2 separate regions of the Mus musculus genome follow, and region 2 is linked to region 1. A link is a contact called in public promoter capture Hi-C data. All regions are on one chromosome and are shown on one strand. The core of a region is the stretch at or near the end of the contact, and the rest is flanking DNA. Distances in the headings are between cores, read along the strand shown. Region 1 holds the start of Sumf1 (sulfatase modifying factor 1). Region 2 overlaps Itpr1 (inositol 1,4,5-trisphosphate receptor 1).

The links. Promoter capture Hi-C pulls out the DNA fragments that hold promoters and counts their contacts.
Region 2: a contact with region 1 is called in a promoter capture Hi-C map of hippocampal neurons, with 3 times the contacts expected there. The contact joins the enhancer-like site here to the promoter of Sumf1 in region 1. A contact is called at or near these places in 9 of 39 promoter capture datasets (3T3-L1-derived adipocytes, the C10 cell line, cranial neural crest and 4 more), 3 of 484 Hi-C or Micro-C datasets (bone marrow-derived macrophages, embryonic fibroblasts and nephron progenitors), 9 of 115 datasets of contacts at active chromatin or transcription factors (the NIH/3T3 cell line, bone marrow-derived macrophages, craniofacial prominence and 3 more) and 4 of 9 other capture datasets (adipose tissue, embryonic stem cells, liver and 1 more).

Annotation. Positions count from the first base shown.
Region 1 is chr6:108,184,036-108,187,002 of GRCm38.p6, forward strand. Sumf1 (sulfatase modifying factor 1) reads right to left here and starts at 1,548. Exons shown (of 9, transcript NM_145937.3): 1 at 1,258-1,548. The coding sequence starts at 1,521.
Region 2 is chr6:108,350,877-108,353,843 of GRCm38.p6, forward strand. It overlaps Itpr1 (inositol 1,4,5-trisphosphate receptor 1), which reads left to right. Exons shown (of 62, transcript NM_010585.5): 7 at 1,117-1,275. Among named protein-coding and RNA genes, the nearest start is that of Gm35165, 120 kb to the right of the region's middle. Within about 2 kb of position 1,390, at least 19 of the 459 cell types and tissues checked have an H3K27ac peak or open chromatin away from gene starts, as enhancers often do. A contact at or near this core is called in hippocampal neurons, where this site is marked.

The DNA of each region.
Region 1 (2,967 bases), core at 298-2,797:
AACTTGGTCCAGCCACAGTATACAGACATTCCTCATAGGTGGAATACGATCCAAATTTCCAGCACTAATGTTTGACTCATGAAGCTTCAGTTGCCTCACCTATGACCCAGAAGACGATGGACTGCACAGGATTCTCTGGGTACACAGTAGAAGTATATATTTACAAAGGCTTTCTTTGAAAAGTGCCCGATAACCTTCACCCCCAAAATAGCCTCTCAATAGTGTAGCTACCAATAAATAAATAAACAAACAAACATCACTCAAGAGATATTACAGAATGTCTAAAATAGGTTAGGCACTGGGATGGGAGGAGGGGGGCAAATCCATAGAGAATAAATCAGATCTAAAACTCTTTCCATCATCAAGTAGGTAACAGAAAAACAACACTGCACTGCAGTAAGCAAAATAGACAAGTGGCCACTGGGCAACTGCCCTCCAAAAAATGCTGTGGGGATTTATAGACAAGCATCTTTAGTTGTCGCACTGCTACCTACCACTGAGTCAATCTATGGAAATATTGAAAGGGAGGGAAGACCCACAGGAGATGTTACCCCTCACCAACTCCTGAACTTAAGTGCCAATTAACATAGAGGAAAGAAAAGAGACCTGGGAAACAAGGATAGACTGGATAGGAGTACAAAAGAAAAGTGTTATTCAGAGGGCCTGGGGTGAATTCCCTAAAGCTAGCAAGTAGAATGAAGGTCCATTTCTATATTCACTGTTTTCATCCGTACATACTAACATCTAACACACCTATGCACTACACAAAGACATAAATAAAAGCAATAAAGTACACTCGGCTCCATACTTCTTTGCAGTCGGAGTGCTAAGCACTACAGAATAAATACAAGTCTGCGAGCACAGTGAGTTTAAGGCAGTGTTGGAGACTCAGGCTCCACAGGTACTAAAACTAGAACTTAAACCCGAATCCATCAGACTTTTCCTGGAGCTCTGCAGCAGGAGGGCGGAGTGGAGGAAGGGGGAAGTGGGCAAGAAGAGGTAAGAAAGAATGGACAGCACTCTTCAAGCTAAGCTCTCTTAAGTTTTAGTGATAAACACAGCCACAAACCCCTGCCCATCTCCCAGTGGGGGGGGGGGGGGCAGGGGGGAGGACATCTGTCAAATGAGATCTGTAGCTGAGAGACTTGGGATGTGGTTCGACCCTTTCCAGGAGTTCCGAATCCCCCCTCTTCTGGCCCAGCGAGGCCTCATGCCGTAGCCAACGACACCCACACGCCCCAGGAATGGAAGGCGCACCTTGGTGAGCGCGAGCGGTCGCGGGCCTGAGGTCAGGCCCGGGGCGTTCGCCTCCCGGGAGTAGCGCTGCGCCGCCGCCGAGCTGCCATGGGCCCCGGCCCTCTGGGGCGTTCCGCAGCCGCACGAGCCCGCAAGGGACGCCGCACCTTCCCTGGCCTCGGCCTCATCGCTTCCCGCCACCTCGCACGCCAACACCAGCAGCAAGAAGACTCGCGCCAGTCTGATGCAGCAGCGGAGAGCCGGCTCTCGCGCGGGCGCAGCCATGTTGTTCCCGGAGTCATGTGACCCATGGAGATCACGTGACCTGTGGTGCTTAAAGCAGCGGCTTTGGCTGACATAGGTAATAAATAATAGCCTGAGACTGCTTCCAGGTAGTTAGCCAGAGTTTGCCTGCTAATGTTAAAAGCATGCAAACCACAACAAAGCTCTATGATATTCAAGGCCTTCCGCAGACAATGTGCCCCTCTCTAGTTTCGTGGTTGAAAGCTAGTTGAATTTATTCAGCATTTGCTGAGCACCACTACCTTACTACATAAACACTCATTTTTTTTTTTAAGTACTTAGTTCTCGTGATGCTGCTACATTGTGTTGACAGGACAATTAAGTGGTCTGCTCAAATCACGTATCAAACATGTCAAAACCAAAATCTAACTCCAAGGTATCTAACCAGAAACCCTGAATTTTGAGCTCTATAAGCAATTCAGAAATTGGACTTAGGAAAGTGAGCATAGTGAAAAAGACCAGTGAGTAGAGTTAGGTAAATCTAGACTATGAGATTGTATAAAATAACACTTCGCAAAGTTTGGACTGATAGGTTATTTCTCCACTGGTAAAATAGACCAATAAATGCCAAATTAGAATATATTGAAGATAGGTTTATTGGGAAGCTGCTCTTGAGTGAGTTCACTGGCCCCCAAGGACCAAGGCCAGAAACATCACCAAGGTGGGGGGTGGGGAGAAAGAGAGAAAGGGCACACAGGGCAGAGAGAGAAAGTGAAAGAAAATTAAAATTCAAGGTCCATGACTCATGCGGCTTGCTAGTTAGGAGGGCTTTTTGGGCCTAAGACAAAGAACAAAGGCTGTAAAGTCATCCCAGGAACCAACTAGCCATAAAGATAGGGAAGACATACAAGAATGTCCGGACTGGCCTGGCGCCTCCCTATCTCCAACCCCCACCTATGTTCTTTCAAGAGGAGGAAGAGGAGGAGGAGGAGGTGAAAGGGGAGAGGAAGGGGAGAGAGGGAGAGAGAGAGGGGTAGAGAGAGAGAGAGAGGAACAAATGTCTGGATTATATAGGGAAGAGCAGGCAGCCAGGGGCCTACTTGGGGACAGGGTATGCCCAGTAGGAACCTAAGTATGCTGGATTAACCTGGAGGCCAGGTCTGCTTTGATTGTAAAATATGCACCTCAGTCCCTTGTCCCGGGTCCAAAGCCAAACCTGGACCATAGCAACAGTAAGAGCATCACCTGGTAACTTACTGGAAAGACAACACTTGCTAAGAGAGATGGTTTTAGCCATGGAAGAGGAGTGACTGCTCTTCCAGAGGACCAGAGTTCAATTCCTACCATCCACCAGGCAGCTCACAACTGTAATTCCAAGACCTAACACCTTCACATTGATATACATGCAGGCAAAACACCAGTGCACATAAAATAAAAATAAATAAATAATATTTTAAAATGCAACACTTCATCAGAATCTATTGGAAA
Region 2 (2,967 bases), core at 140-2,639, 170 kb after region 1:
TCCATCCTGTTGTCAAGCGAGGCCAGTCCTTTGAGGCTGAGTAGGAGATACTCAGTTGGTTAGATTGCAGAACTGGCTGCAACTGAGGATTTAAAAAGTACATGAAGGGTACTGGCAGCCAATACATTCCAGTCCTGTGAGGTTTCAAGGAAGACATGCCAAACCAGTTGACGAGGTATCTGCTTTTAGAATGGGTTTAAGAGATCTCAGTTTTATTTCTGGTCTCAGGCTTTGGAACTCACCTGTGGGAAGGTGAGTCAGTGGATGATCAGAGGCTGTTCCTGGAGGAGCATCAAGGGCCTGGGAGGACATTATTGTCTCAACTTATCTTACCCACAGGCCATCAAGAATTCACAAATGGTACAGGTTATTCCTCTACTCTCAGCAGCCCTATCAAGATTCGTTGGCCTTTTAAGGCTGCTGCTCTTGTGTTATCATGTGAACAAGAGATGGGGCAGCAGCAATGAAGTCACAAGCTGGCCTTCCCCCTCTAGGGACTGAGAAGTCATGAGTTTGTGTTTCTCTTTGATCCATAAACATGGGAAGCCATGGTAATGCTTACTGGTCCAGATTACTAGATAAACTCTTTTTCATCTGCATCTTCCCTCCTTTATGTTTCATGTAATCAACATCTTTGAGTGAAGGATGCAGCAGTCAGTGAAGGTGGATGCTCAGGGCGTCCTTCACAGAGAATGATGGAACTGCCTTTTAAATCAGACTAGTGCATAGTGACAAAACGCCCTTCCTTCATTCCCCTCTGGAATCGGTGCCTAGCTAGACTACAGTCCCTTAGCCCCTATCCACAGTATGATGCCATGCCTCTCTAGCAGCCTCAGATGATGGAATAATTGGCTTCCACAGTGTCTCTCTTGCCCAAGGCCATGTTGATGGAAAAAAAAAAAAGGCAAACAATTTTTCCTTCTCCCTGGCCCTCTTCTCTGCCTCTGTTCGCTGTTCCTTTGCTTGTTGTTTCCAGGTTGGGCACTTTATGTTTCTTCTGCTTCTCAGCAGCTTAGTGGTGGGAGGAATGTCTGTTACAAAATTTACTTGACAAAGAGAGCTATGGCAGAGAGTTCACAGGCCCGCTCATATCTCATTCTCTTGATGGATTTTTAGCTCCTGCATTTGAAAAGCAATAAATACCTGACTGTGAATAAGAGGCTCCCAGCCTTGCTAGAGAAGAACGCCATGAGGGTGACGTTGGACGAGGCTGGAAATGAAGGGTCCTGGTTTTACATTCAACCATTCTACAAGCTTCGCTCCATCGGAGACAGTGTAAGTAGAGCTGACCCTGGAAAGCCCTCCACAAGCTTCCAGCCACAACTGTGCCTGAGGCTTGACTAGGAAAGGTTTAGAATTGAAGCCCCAGGCATATGAGGAGATCAGATCGCCATGGAAACTAGTGTTTGGGAAACAAGGAAATGAAGAGTGAAGTGTGACCTAAATACAGTCGCTATGTTTTTCCTACTGGGCCTCTGAAAAAAAATCCTATTACCTCCGTAATTTTACCATGAAAACATCCATCCCGAATTAATATCCTGGTTAAGGATCCCTTGCCATTCCACTTCCATGAGTGCAGCAGCAGTGTTCAGCTATTTTGGAAATACTGAAGGATGGAAAGTGGAAAAGAAACAGCCTTAGTAGGGAATGGGATTGTTTGTTCACCCCATGCTTCCTGTGTCAGTGGGTGCAGGCAGTGTCTCCATCGCCTCCGCAAATGCAGAAAGCCCCTGGCCTGGGATTCTAGACAATACAGAGCCACCGGAATCCCTTTATCAAGGGAACTGAGAACACTTCTGATATTTGTAAGTTAAATTAGTCAGTCATTACGTGGGCACACACTTAACAGTGAATATGTTTAAATGCTATCAGCTATGTACTTGACCTTGTTAAGGTTCTAAAATAGATGCTTTTAAAAAAACAAGCTAAAAGGAAATTGGCACCTTGAGAAGCATGAAGTATTCTGGAAATACTTACCTACCCTTTACTTAAAACTAGATACTGACTGACTGACTGACTGACTGACTATTTATTTATTTATGTATGTATGTATGTATGTATGTATGTATGTATGTATGTATGTAATGCCATGCTATAGAAAATTTCGTCATATATTTTTCCGAAATGTATCATTTTCAAAATATGCAGGTTTTTACCTCATAGGAAGACAAGCATCTCTTCTACTTCCTTTCCTTCTACTTCCTCCGTTAAAAGCAAATGTGGGGCTGAGGAGATAGCTTGCTGTGCAAGCCTCAGGACCTGAGTTCAAATCCCCAGTGGCCACATAAAAACCAGGCTTGCCTATGTCTGCCTTTAAGCCGAGCACTGGGAGAGCAGACTAGGCAAATAACCCTGCGGACTCACTCGTCAGGTAGTCTCACCTCACCGAGCAGGAGACTTTAGGTGTGCTCAGAGAACCTGTCTCAGGACATAAGGTGGAGATGATATAGGTTCTTCTAGATCCTTCTCTAGCCTCCACATGCACATCCACAAACATACTCACATACAACATACACATACATCGTACAACACACACAACTTTCCAATGTACCTGGTTCCAAGTTTTGTGTTCAATAAATCGTTGCTTTTCTGTCATTTAGTATCTTAATCTATGACCTACATGAGAGTATAATACTAATAATTATCTTTTAAAAAATAGTTTTTCTTACCTGTAGGGATTGGCCCAGTCATACTTTTAAGGGTGTCCGTTTAAATAGTGGAGTGGAATAAAAAGTATCAGGCTGTGTTACACATAAGGGCAGGTTCGAGTTTCTGGACAGACACATTTGTTTAGTTATCCACTACTGTATTCAACTATCTCTTGCTGGGGGCTGGAGAGATGGCTTGGCAGTCTGGAATTGCCTATACTTTTAGTTGCAGGGAATCTGAAGCCCTCTTCTGGCCTCCACAGGAACATCAGGACACACATGGTGTACATACAGAGAAAGTGGGCACTCACACATACAC